2 separate regions of the Anser cygnoides genome follow, and region 2 is linked to region 1. A link is a contact called in public Hi-C data. All regions are on one chromosome and are shown on one strand. Each heading gives the region's core, a stretch centred on a gene start, on an enhancer-like site or on the middle of the called end of the contact. The rest is flanking DNA. Distances are from core to core; before and after follow the strand shown. Region 1 holds the start of CYP7B1 (cytochrome P450 family 7 subfamily B member 1). Region 2 holds the start of MTFR1 (mitochondrial fission regulator 1).

Evidence for each region. A called contact is a pair of places that touch in the nucleus more often than the background predicts.
Region 2: a contact with region 1 is called in a Hi-C map of liver, with 2.4 times the contacts expected there. The contact joins the promoter of MTFR1 here to the promoter of CYP7B1 in region 1. A contact is called at or near these places in 2 of 7 Hi-C or Micro-C datasets (both in liver).

What each region holds. Positions count from the first base shown.
Region 1 is chr2:126,496,573-126,503,682 of Taihu_goose_T2T_genome, forward strand. It overlaps CYP7B1 (cytochrome P450 family 7 subfamily B member 1), which reads right to left and starts at 5,642. Exons shown (of 6, transcript XM_048061682.2): 1 at 5,392-5,642. The coding sequence starts at 5,489.
Region 2 is chr2:126,802,644-126,809,281 of Taihu_goose_T2T_genome, forward strand. It overlaps MTFR1 (mitochondrial fission regulator 1), which reads left to right and starts at 2,113. Exons shown (of 8, transcript XM_048061696.2): 1 at 2,113-2,249. ARMC1 (armadillo repeat containing 1) reads right to left here and starts at 1,956. Exons shown (of 7, transcript XM_048061699.2): 1 at 1,512-1,956.

The sequences.
Region 1 (7,110 bases), core at 4,392-6,891:
GTACAAACTAAAGCAAAGAACCCCCTGACAAAGTAGGTCAAGAAAACTGGGAGGGAAGGGAAACTGTTGCTAGGTGGCAGTGTACCTTAAGCAAAGAACACTGTAAATCATAGATTATTGAAAAGTTCATGATCTGCTAAAGGAGGTGTCATCTTCAGTGTCATCTTCAAAGCCTTGGTTGGGAACAGAACCCAAAATGTACTTGATATACAGACAATTTTTCAGAAGGCTGAGAAGTAGCACTGAACAAAAATAAGAAAACCTGTCTTGAGACATGCTATTATGCACTGCCTACATTATAATGGCTCTCCAGGTCTATTACTGCCACAAGAGAGCTCAAAAGCCAGTGAACTGAGCCTTGTACATCTTGAGAAGACTATGGTTTTCTTACGTCATTTTATTCAACCTTTGCTAAACTCTTAACTGAAGACAAAAGCAGAGAAATAAACTTGCACCGCAACTTGGCACAGCAGTGAAGAGTAGACAGAAAACCTAAGTGTGCTGGTGAGAAATAAAGGTTTTTCAAGGTTATTTAAGAAACAGAACTCTTACTTTTCTGCCTTAAACAGTTTCACTCGTCAGTTCTAATCCTTTCAAAATGGAAACAGGTAAAAAGCGGTCAATAAAATTTAACAAATGGAGGTCATAAAAGTGCATGCAGTCTGCATGACGCCAACAAAGAGGATGGGGAAAAAGGCCAATGTAGAAGGCCAAGGCAAGAAAGGAGAGGCTACATTTTTCTGGTATCCTTCTATCTGTCCTTCCTGATGTTCCCTCCAACAGAAAACTACCTTAACATATTGCCTAAATTAGCAGAAGTGGTAAAAAAGACAGGCTGATGACATCTTGTGAACTACAATTCGCTTGGTAAGAGAGCTGTTAGCAAGCTCACAGCTTGTCACAGAAAAGGATAAGATGTTCTTGAAGGCAAAGATAAAATCTATATTCTTTTCAACAATATCTATCTGGGTTCAAGAGAGCAATTTTTTGGAAAATATTTTACATGAATGTTACTGTATGGATTTGAGGTAATTTAGAAGGTAGAATAAAAGAAATGAAAGGCACTTAGTTCTAACAAGGCTTTAAATCCATGACTAAGACCATAACAAAATGTAATAACAATAGTAATAGCTAATAACAAAAGTAATTCTTCTTACATTAACTCTAATCTGCTATACTTTTAAAGGTGTTTGTACACCATACTCTGATGCATTAAAAACTGGTCAGAAATAATATAATCGGAAGGTACATGCCGTCTAATACAACATGGTGATTCCTGTATTGCTGTGTCTGATTCCTATATTGCTGTGTCTGAAGACTGTTCATAATAATTAAAACACCAACCTTACTAACCTAAAGAGTTGCAGAGGGAATAATTTTTACAAAACGTTTCCTCGGAGTAGCTCACACAAGATGTGTTAACTTGCAAGCATAAGCCTCACATTACTATTTCCAGGTTGGGTCTGTATCTTTTTTATCTGGAAAACCTTGGGATGCAAACCTCACAACTACAGGAACCAATTTCAAAGGATAAATGGGGGTGCAACAGTCTTTGTTCCCCTTTTCTGCACTGTCCCTTTCCCCAAACCTAGTGTGGTTTTTGTGGTAAGCCTGAGCTGCTTCTTCCTCCTAGTGATTTGAAGCCTCTGTAATGCAAGGAGGGAGTCACAGAGCATCACAGCCTTGTCCCCAAACTGTTGGTTTTCAGTTGCGGTCATGCAATAAACACTAGCAGCCAAAAATAAGCATCAACTTGAACAATAAAAAGTGGAATCCCTATATATGTCAGTAGGAGCCAACCCCTGTTGATCTCACGCACGCTTCCCTGACTTCAGCAGCATTACTGCTGTAAGACAAGCAGGAGTTGGCTTCACCTGCTGTTTCACCTCCCACTCCGTGAGACTGTGCACAGCTAGTGGAAAAACAGTTTGGAAACAACAAAAAAACAACATAAAGCTGGAGCTGACTTAGTCATTTTATGAAGACAAAAGAGAATAATCTGTAGGCTAGGAAGTCATCAGGTTTTGCCATAGCAGAAATACTTTGGTGGGGGGTACACAGAAAGCAGTCTCTCTCTGGAGAAAGCACATTCCCCAGCAAACAGCCTAAATACGCTTCTTTCCATTAACCAGTAAGAGGGAGATCTTTTTGTAGCGTGCAGAAGGCACTGAGCCTCATCTGACATTGAAGTTTAACTCAAAATAAAATTTTCTGTGATTAAGGAAACTTTTGTTCTACTTCTGTTTCTTCACCATCTGTGATATGAAACCTGGCAAAGACTCCAATTAGTTTCCTTTGTGTTATTACTGCCACTAGCACTCAAATGATAAACATTTATGCAAAAGGAATTTCCTCTGCCTTTCTTTGCTGTCTCTAAATGGTGGATGTAAATACCTTAATAAGAAAACCTGTACTGAACTCACCCTGAAATCTGGTAATGCCAGATTATACCAACTGCACTACAGAAAAACGCAATAGCGGGTTAAGTCAATACAATACTTCTGACAACATCTTCTGTACAGCAACGAGCACTCACAGCCTGAGTAAATGAAGCAGAAGCATCCCTCGCCAAGAAAGGAGAAATCCTGCAACATCTGTTTAAGGAACATCAGGGAGTGATTTGGGGAGTTTTCTTCATTGGGACGTACAAACCCTTGTTCTGCTCCTGGAAGGACAGCTTTAAGAGTCACACAAGTGGTTCTATTTCTCTTGAATTGTGACAGACAGAGACATCGTCCAGCAAAACAAACTTAACCCAACACTTAAGGGCAAGGTGACACTTAGCTGTGTATATTTACTTCCTTAACCTCTTCATTTATGTATACATCTATACACACATTCGACTACTGTAGCTATCCTAGCTGAAACCCATGCAATAGCTGTAGTAAAGATGTTAAATTTGATTATTCTGCTGAAGTTTATCTTGGCACATTAAACACAAGACACAATCCATTATACAGTTTGTATGCTGGTGCAAGCACACCAACATTAGGACAAGATATTCATCTTTATAAAAACAGGTGAAGTAGCACCATTTTTTTTCTAGTGTAGGCAAGCCCTGCAAAGCCAGAATTGTTCACCTTCTCTGTTCAAATGGGTATGATCCATGTTCAATCAGGACTACAATCTATGACTTTGGCCCTTATTCATGCAGTAATTTGCCAAGTCTCCTTTCCATATGTCAACAGGTTCCCAATTGGTTTTTTTTGATTCCTGAGTGGGAGGGCAGTAGCCCAGCCTGCTGCTGAATTTATTAGATTCAAACAGGAGAAAGGGAAAGAAATCTGACACATGGACGAAACGTGAGGATAGAGAAGCAGGTGTGGGCCAGACAAGCAACAGGAGAGCACAAACTTGCACTAATCTGAGAAGCATGAACTAAACCTTATTCCCATTTTTTAATACACTGCACGCTTTAGCATGGCTGCTCTTACTGCAGATCAGAAGCAGCCAGGCTGCTGCCAAGCATCTCTTAAGACCATGCACAATTTCTTTTCTTCCCACATGCTTAAAAAAACAAACTAAACCAAACCAACCAAACAAACAAAAAAAACACCTTCCTGGAGCAGGATGGCACTTTTACATCAGCAGCTTATGCTGAAGCCTGTACTACACAGAGGATGATGTGTTTTTCCATTTTTTATTTCCAGTTGCTTGCACACTGGTGCTTATACTTGTTAGACAAACAGCTTGGGTTTTAAACAAATACTTTATTAATCAAACGACAGTTTGGTTTTCTGGGCAAAACAGCATGCCTTCTTGCTGAGGCCTCCTGTATAATTTCATTCTGGTGTGGAACAAATGTCCTAACAATTTTTCTATAGGCTCCACAGGGAAGACTTCAAAAACTCTATAGCCACAAGGGTTAGGAAAATATGAAAATAGGCTCCTCAACCCTTTTTACCCACCATCCACATCTGACCAAAAACTTCACAGTAAAGGCTCTGCCTGCTTCCATTTCCAAAAATGCAACCTATTACAGCTCGACTAGAATTTCTACTAATAACAGGCACAATTTTATAATGTGTCTGAGTCAGTATACCAGCTTCTAACCGCAAAATTACACCCCTTGCAGATTGCCCTGACCATGTCTCACTTCTCCTCTGCTGACCTCGTTTAAGGCCCGAAACTTGCAGAAAACTCAAACTTATAAAAAAAAGAGAAAGATTAAATAGTTTCTGTTGGTCCAACTTGTGGAACAAGCTCTCAGGGGCTCAGAGGAGCAGCAGGGAGGAGCGACAAGGCCAGCAGCAGCCGCCTGTGTGGTCGGCTGGGCTGAGACGGTTTCTTCACGGTGAGGGTGACGGAGCACTGGAACAGGCTGCCCAGGGAGGTTGTGGAGTCTCCCTCTCTGGAGATACTCAAGGCCCATCTGGACGCCTACCTGGGCAGCCTGCTCTAGGGAACCTGCTTTGGCAGGGGGGTTGGACCCGATGATCTTTCGAGGTCCCTTCCAACCCCTTCAATTCTGTGGTTCTGTGAGACACGGAGCTGCATCCTAAGCAAACCTACCAAGTAGTCTGTCTTACAAGATGACCCCACTCAACCACTTGGATAAATGTCTTCCCTGCACACTTATGAGATGGATCGGTCCCTCTACCTCAAATCATATTAATAAGGGCTCCAGAACAGACATCATGAACATAACCTGTATCTGTTACATTCACTGCCCTTCTGAGCCCAAAGCGAGAAATTTCGCTCATTACTACACACGGTCCCAAACCTGCACTTGTTGGTCTAAAAGCTGTCAGACTGACTATCTGACCACTTTTAAGAGATTAATAAAGCAATTTCTTTTTGGTACATCCACGACTACTACACCCATGCCTTCCAAAACTTTTAGTGACCAGATAAAGCAGATGTATATTATTGAAGAATTAAATTTCTTATTTGCGATGCATTTTATTATGGGATTAAGAAAGCCAAGCTTAGTGGTCCCTCCCCTTCTTCACTCCTCCTCCACCAAGCCTTTCCACCCGTTTCTCCCCCAGCTGCTGGAGAGAACGGACGCTGAGGAGCGTCAAGCGTTAGCAACTCAGGCGAATACCTGGGGAGAGCTCAGCGTGGAAGGAAAGGGGCACTGTAAGGAGAGGGGCATTGTTCAGAAACAGGCAGGCCCGTCTCACGCAGTGGTTTGTTTCCCCCCCCCAAAGCATCTTCAGCCTGCTTAAACTTAAAACTTAAAGCCGAAGCCCGCCGGTACCAGCTCTCCACCCACCGCCCTCCGAGCCGGGAGCCGCCAGCACGGCGCACCTTGGACCCGGGTGCGGAGGTCGGGGAGCGCCGCGCAGGGCCCCCGGCGGCCACGCACAGCCCCTCCGCCCGCCCCGCGGCTCCGCTCCCCGCGGGGGGGAAGGCGGCGGCCGCCGGTCCCTCCGCCCTCCCCGGTACCTTTTCCTCCTGCAGAGCACGCAGACGGCCCAGAGGAGCAGGGCGGCGGCGGCGGCCGCCCCGCCGCAGGCGCCGAGCGGCAGCGCGTCGGGGCCCATTGCCTCCGCTGGGGCCGCGGAGGAAAGTTTCGCCCGTCCTCCCGCTCCCTGCCGGAGCGGAGCGCGGCCGGCCGGCCCTCCCCGCCCACCAGCGAGCCCGGGGGGCCGGGTTTGGCCGCTCCGAGCTGAACTTGGCGAGCGGGGCCCGCGGCGAGCCGGCCGGCTCCTCCCCGGGGAGCGCCCCGCGGCGGGGAGGGTCGCGCCCGCCCGCCCCCGGCCGGAGGGGACGGCCCGGCCTCGGGCCTGCCGCCGGCACCGGGCAGCCGGAGCGGGACGGCGCCGGTGGGAGCCCGGAGGGAGCCCGGGGCCTCCCGAGGCCCGGCCTCGGGTGTCTGTGGCCGGGGCTCAGCGCCCGCCGGGCCCCCTGGGCTCGCAGTGCTGGGCTGGTGCGGGGAGTGGGGCTGGTAGGTGTTTAATTTCTGCTTGTTTTGGGGTAGAAACAACGGATTTGTGTCTGTAAAAGAACAAAACAACCCGCCTCGCAGGTTCGTGAAACCTAACCCGAGGTAGAAAAACCGAGGTGCAAATAGCGAAGACCGCCCCTGACGTGCTGTGCGAGCAGCCGGGGCTGATCCCCAGCATAGCGCAGCCAGTTCTCCCGGTCCTTCCAGTCCCATGCTGCCAGCGCCTTGTGGAAAGAGAGCAGAAGACAGGCCCAAAATTTGAGGCAACTGAGAGATCCCCAGCTTGAGGAAGCATGATGGGGTGAGGTGGAGTGGGGCAGAAGGCCAGAGCACTGGGTGCTACAGGGCAGGTGGGGAGACGAGCAAAATGGCAGGGTCAGAGCAGCGCCTGGCAGCCGTCCTGCCGTCTGTCAGAAGGTACGATCAGAAGCACAGATAGGATGCGAGGTAGTATTTGCAGTTTGGTCTCCTTTGGAGATACTCAAAACCCGCCCTGATGTGATCCCACTCTAGGTGACCCTGCTCGAGCAAGGGGGCTGGACTGGATGATCTCTGGAGGTCCCTTCCAGCCTCAACCATCCTCTGATCCTGTGAATGCTGACAAGACAAGAGTTAGCGTACCTTACTCATTCTCAGTTGCACAGAGTATTACAAATTACAATGTGTTTCACAATATTTGGTCGTTTACTTATTCCTTGCTTCTTGGAAGCATCATATACAACTCTCAGCTTTCCGAATTGCTCTGTTGCAAGTTTTCTGTAAATTGCAGAGACCCAAACGTATCTCAGCAGATAAAGTGATTTGGCCAAAGAAAGCTTCCTTGACTTTAGCATATCTCATCAGTTTTGGAGGCCTGTTTCATATATGTCATCTTGAACTGGGCAAAATTTGTGTCTTATTCCTCAAACATTCCTGTTGATTGCAGTGAAATAGTCAAAAATAGTCATTCTGTATTCAGAGCAACTATGATTAATGTGCCTTGCATTGAAGTGTCGTAGAGTCTGGACACTGCTGCTTAAATTAATCAACTGTTCTTCCTGAGATCAAAGAACAGACACCCCTGTTGTGCAATACAATGCAGTCAGAGAAACCATAAGAGAAAATAACGTTTTACTGCTAGCTTAGGGCTTTTTGCAGGAACTCTGAAATCCCCAGTTTGGGAATCCCAATGGGTTTCGTAGCTACTTATCCTGTTAATTCTTGTGAAACTGGTAATT
Region 2 (6,638 bases), core at 863-3,362, 300 kb after region 1:
ATTAACCATACTCATCAAAAACAACCACAAAGATGCATTTTGCCAGAAATTATCATAACCATTTTCACAAAGCGAAAAAAAATGCTGCTAATTTCCACATCACTGGCCCCACTTTCAGAAGAGTGCAAGTGTGAAAGGTCAGCGGTTAATCTCCAGGTTCTTCTTCTCAATTATCATAACTACAAAAAAGATCCATTGGAAGCTACAATTCCATGCAATAATACTTCATATTTTCAAAACAGACAACCCTAAACGTTTAAAAAGTCTCTACCAAGTTCAGCACTAACTACATCCCACAGCTGCCAAGAGAACTTAAAGCTTAAAACTCAAGTCCATTGTGAGCCTGATGCTAACAAAAGCCTGTGACTTCCAGTTGTGTGCCCTAAGCACTGCCTCCTTCCCACCCCTCTCCTCATGCTAATTAACCCCATTTTGCCTTTATTTTTCCTAACCCCCTGAAAAAAGCACAGAGCTCAGCTTTACCCAAATCTTATGCTGTCAGGCCACGCTCATTTCCTCTCCAGACCCTCCTCTCTCTCTCTACCACAACCGAGACGAAAACCCAAGCTCTTACTTCTCCACCACCTCCAACGCACAATTTAAGAGAGCTGGGAGCCCTACCGTTTTTAAGGGAAAATGTAATTAAGATGCTTAAAAAGTTGTGTGGAGTCACCGATCGCCTGGGGGCCCGCAGAGGAGCCCCCCGGCCTCTCCCTGCCCCCCGGCCCTCACGGGGCGCTGAGGGCGGCAGCGGGGGCGGCCTCCCCCTCCCGCCGGGCCCGTTCCCCGCCCAGGGCCTCGCCGCCCTTCCCCCGAGGGCTCCACGCCGTCCCCCGGAGCCCCCCCGGCCCCGTACCGCCGCAGGGGCTCAGCCCCGGGCCCCCATCGCCCTCCCAGGGCACCGGGCGCCGCACACGGCCCGCTCCGCTCCGCCGCGCACGCACCCCGCGCCGCCGCGCCAGCCCATTGGCGCCCCTCCGGCAGCGCCTCTCAGCCACTCGCGGAGCGCCTTGTTGAATGGTGAGGCGCTATTGGATGGCGGGGGCGCTGCTGTGCGCGCCGGGAGTTGTAGTCCGGAGAGGGCCGCGGGTGAGGGTTAGGAAGCGGCCACGGGCATATCGCGTCTCTACTGCATAGAAACGGAATGGAGCTCACCGCTGAAGTAAAGTGCGAAGTGTACTTCGGTGACACTTTCGTGTTGCTTAAAACCTGAGCTACATGGAGATACAGCACTTACCTGCACTCAAAGCAAGCACAAAGCAGTGAGCCCCCAGCCCACCGGTCCCATTAACGTGAATTTATTAGGAACAGACTTAAAGCTGTTTAGCAAATAAGGTTAAAGTCTGTTTCCTCTTAAGTAAGGAAAGAGGAAAAAACTTGGTGTAAAGTTCTTTCCATTCTCACATTCTACTGCTTCACCCCGCACAGCCGAGCTCTCTGGGATCTGAAGTGTTCGCCCTCAACTTTCAAGTCTCATAATATTTTATGAAAACTTTCAACATTAGGAATACCTTCTAGATCCAGCACCGGGAAAGGCATTGTTTTCCTTCTGAGCCGGCCTACGCCTCGGCAACCCCGTGCCAGGAAGCTATTTCAGCGTGCCCCCTGCAGCTCGCTGTGCACTACCACACCAGCATTTCGCCTAGGCAGGGCGATACTTTTTACCCTTTCTGGGACGTTTTAACGAGACACAAACAGCACTACCACCACAGCCGCGAGGCAGCCGCACTTCGGAGCGCTGTTGACGGGCAGGACGCGCCGGCAGCCCGTGAGGCAGGGCCGAGGCGCCAGGTCAACGCCACAAAACCTCCAGCACACAAACCGAGCGCTCGGCGCTTCCCGCACCGACACCTCCCACACTCCCGAGGAGCCTTGCTCAGGCAGGGCGCGCTACGGGCTCCGTTCACGCCACAAAAAATAGACACAGCCGCCTTCGCTCACTCCCGCAGCGAAACCCACCCCCCAGCCCCTCCTCCCGCCCCCCAGGAAATGGCGGCTGCCCCGCCGCCCCTTTTATAGGCGCCGAAGGGTCACGTGACACTATCTCCCACTGCCTGCCGGGTAAGGTCGCCGCTCGGCGCCTTCCAGAGGGCGTCCGAGGTCCCGCCTCCCGGCGGGCCGACCGGCCTCCTATTGGCTGAGGCGGTGCCGGGGCGGATGCGGATTGGCTGAGCGGAGGGGGGCGGGCGGCGAGCGCGGTGGGAGCAGCGGCTGAGGGAGGCAGCGCTGAGGCGGCGGCGGCTGAGGCGGTGAGGGCCGGGAGCGGGAGGGAGCGGAGCGGAGCGGAGCGCGGCCGTTGCCTGAGGCAGGCTGGGGGGTGGCTTGGTGGTGCCGTGGTGGCCGCCCGGGGCCGAAGGCCTCGCTGGGGAGGGTCCTGAGGGGGCTCTGAGGGGGTTTTAGTGAGGCGGAGGTATCTGGGGGGAGAGGCGCGTAGGGGCTGCGGGGTTGGGTCGGTGTTCTTGTGGCGTCCGCGCCTTCAGCGGTACCGCCGCGGTGCTGGGTTCCGCGGTCACTGCGGTCGTTGAGAGGTAACTCGTGGTGTGCTGGGCGGTGCTCTGTCCAGCCAGCTGTCCAAAGTCCCCAGATCGAGGGCTAGGGGGGGTCTGAATGCTGATATCGACCGCAGTGTGTTCATCTGCCCGAAAGTGGCACCAGGGCTTCGTTAATAGTCCCTCTTCGGGCAGCTGCGAGCACAACGCTTACTAAGCATAAGTGGAAAGGAGATAATCCTGTCTGCTTTTTACCTAGTGCTAAAAAAAAAAAAAAAAAAAAAAAAAAAAAACCAGAAGGGAGGTGAGTGTTCAGCCCATCGCCTCTAAAACTTCCAGTTGCACGTTGCTGAGTCAAAACAATCTTATTCGGTCAGGTCACCAGCTAGCTGCTGCATGTAGGAGCTCAAAGTTGTTACTAATAGAGATTATGGGGAAAAACATGAAACATTTTGATTGCCTTTCCGACAAATACATCCTTTTGTTAATAACATTTGCTTTTTCTTGTTTCTCAAAGCTGTAGCTGAGGGACTGGCATTCACAGCAACAACCAGGGAGCTGAGTCTGGCAGCAGAGTGTAGGTGTGTGGTTATGGCTTAGAAAAGTTGGAACATTTCACTTTTCTACGCTGTATCACTTAGCTATAATCTCTGTCGAGCAAAGGTTTTTGATCAAACCAGTGCTCAAACATGATTTCTTTCTTCTTCTCCATCCTTAGCTGGTAAGGTGTGGTGAAATTGGCAAGATGTGGTAAATATGTTTTTGTCCTTTGAGGTGTGTACAACTAGGTTATATTTCTTTAAAAAAAACTTTAACAACTCCTGTTGAATATATGTGTTGTTTCCAATTCTTGCTTTAGATTTCATGCTGATGTTAGCTTAGATAAGCCCTTGATTGTCTGTGCAGTATCCACTGACTTTTATCTTTCTAGGTCTGTGATTTCAAGCAGGTGCTTCTGAAAGTAACAGGCACTTTGTTAGTTGTGCCTGCCAGGCCAAAAGCAGAATTCCATAGCTGACTGCGTGACCTCTGCCAAATACTTACAGTACTTGTAAGCGGTCTGTGTTGATTTGGGAGAGGGCCCGGTCCTTTATCAGAAGATTCTGCCTGCCTGCTTGGTTTCCTGTGGTAATTTTTTGTTGGCTTTTATCTTTCTTCATTAATTCTTTAATATGTGTCCTTATGGATATAATTTCGTCAGGTGAGCTTGGGTCACGTGTCAGTCATCAAGACTGAAGATATGCGTGGCCTGGTTTCCTGCTGAAGCAAGGAGGAACCTGCTTGTTTTTTTTTAATATAACTTTTGATATGCTTGGTGTTTCTTTGAAACCACACTTTGGAAAAAAAAAAAGTACTTTGTGTTATGCGTACCCTTTCAATTTAGAGACTAGACCTTTCATTTTTCAGATTTTGTGCACTTGTCCTTTGCATATGGCTGATCCTCTGCGTCAGGTGCATCAAACCATTCTCTTTTATTTTTGTGTGGAGTTTACATGAATAAGAGAAACTTCCTTTAGTAATAAAAATATTAATATCTTCTTTTAAAGAGAGAGAATTCATAATTTGGAAGGGACTTGAATAAATACAGCACTGGAAAATATACAGAAATATTTCAATTGGAAAGCAGTTGCATCTAATTTTTCCTTCTTCTCGTCTTTCATGTGTAGCGCTCGCTGGAGAGCCTGGCAGAGGGTTTCATTCCGTATTTGCTGACCAGTATACTTATGTGTACAGCTTCCAGAGCCTTTGTATTTATTTCATTAACATTTTATAATTTATAAGTGGTATTGTCTCTCAGCCTTCTAGACTGATACTTGATACGGAAGTATTGAGTGAAACCTGCAAAAGTGGTTGTAAAAAGTGGGGGCTAAGGAGAGCTCCAGGAGGGGAAAGCGAGAACCTGGAGACTCAGGAGCGCAGACCTGCTCGTTTCTGAATTAGGGAATTTCTGCACATTTCCATATCAGACAGAAAGTTCTCGAGCGTTGTTAATTTCTTTGTAAGTAGAGTTTTATAAACAAAGAACCCATGAAATTCCCACCCTGCCTGCTCTATGCAAATATGTAATTTTTTGTGTTATTACTCCTCTAACCTCTTCTGGGAATCTTGCCTATGACTACTGCTTATCATTGTAATAGTGTTACTTAAGCACAGCAGAAATACTGCATTTCTTAGCAATATTGCTGTCACTTGGGGCATTTTATTGTAGTGATTGAGTTGCGGAAGCTTTAGAGGAATTAAACTGCTATTATTTTTAGTGGAGGAAGCATCAAGAAGATAGAGGATAATCAAGAACATAAAGGATAAATAAAGCAAGCATGAATATTTTAAAAGAGGTGTTATTCTAGGTTACTAGAAGCAATAAATGTTTAACTCCCGCTTCTGAAATTGGCGTGTATGCAAAGCGTGAAAGAAAAATCTGCTAATGCTTTTATTCTTGCTGTCCAGCATTTTCATTAGTTTCATTTCAAACGAACCCTTTCTGTACTTGGGTCACAGAGTAATTGTGAAATAATTGACATTTATGAAGACAAGCGCAGTGCAATATAGTTTGGAAGAAACGAGTATAAAGTTTGTCTGGGGATAATTCTGGAACACTAATCAATCTTGTAAAAATAATGGGATATACTTGTAAATGTTTTCCTTTTAGATATGCCTTTAGATGACTAATTAGCTGGTCTTTATTAAAGCATGGCTGCCCTTAGTGTCAGTCTCCAGGAACTGGGTGGTGCTCTGCGCTTTACAGACAGACCTCTGTCACTTTCTTCAGCAAAAGCAAACAATGGGGCATTGACACGATTGGGAAGCTGATGACTGTGGTTTGGGTACTTGAAGTATTTAGGCTACAGAAGAAACAATGATTTATAATGTGAACTGCAGATAATCATCTTAAGTAAGTCGCTTCTGGCCAAATCACCTTCTGTTATGAACGACTCAGTCCTCCTGGTTGGTCAGAATCCAAGTAGTCAATACCTTTTCTTTGCTTACTGAACAAAACAAAACGTGACTAAAATGACATAAAAGAGGGGAGATTTAGATGGGATGTTGGGAGGAAATTCTTCACTCAGAGGGCGGTGAGGCACGGGCACAGGTTGCCCAGAGAAGCTGTGGTGCCCCATCCCTGGAGGTGTTCAACCCAAACCATTCTGTGATCTCCTTATCGTGCTGTCCCTTGCCTTCACCCGCCCGCCCTGTGCTCTCAGGTGCTCAGCAACACATTCTCTACCTTTTTTTACTCTTCTGTGTGAATGTCTTGACACAGCTTCCATTTTTTCTTCTCTTTGATTTCCACACTACGTGTTCAACAAGTCTGAATTTTGGAATGAGGCAGAGGAGCTCCTTTGGAGAGGCACACTTTCGGAACAGGTTTCCCCTTTTAATACAGTTTTCTCTCTTTTATGTCACCGCATCTCTGCAGTGCCAGATATGATGCCAAATCTAATATGAGGCATGTAGAAACACTTGTATTTCTCCTGCTTTAAAAATACAGCAGGTGCAGTGTGATCAAAGATACAGTCTAGCAGCTTGTCTAAGGGAAGAATTAACAGATGCCTAAAGGAAGACTAGATCAAGTAGATGGTAACGCTTCCCTAAAAGACTTTTCCACCTTTTGGTAGTCCATAGCTTAAGGATTTCTTATTTATTATGTATTAGTGTAGCTTATGTTGGTGGCTGTTTGATAGGTAGCCAATTATTTTTCCCTGTTGTTTTTCTTATAACAACTACATTTTCCATCTAATCTTTTGGTTCACTTTTTTGTTGTGTTTTTTTCTTAATATATTTTTTCCTCTTAGTTTTACATTAGCTTATAGATTAAGTTTTTTTGTAATTTATTCAGCAGTAAAAAACAATGCTGTGTATTTTTCTTTACGTGGTGATGAGAAACTAATATCAAACTCTTGTTTGTTTGTTTTTAAGCCTGTCTAAAAAAAGGTAGCTGTAAAGTTGCGCTCTTCCTGCCAAGTTTCCACAAGAAGTAGGTTATTACTAACGAACTGTTGGGGAAAAAAAAAATGTTTGTAATGGAAACAGTGATGATTTAACCGTAGTGCTTGTGGGCACTTTCAAACTGCCGAGCTTTTCCATCTCCCGACTTTCAAACTGCCGAGCTAACAGTTCCTTGCTGCTCCGTTGCCTTAGTCATCCTTC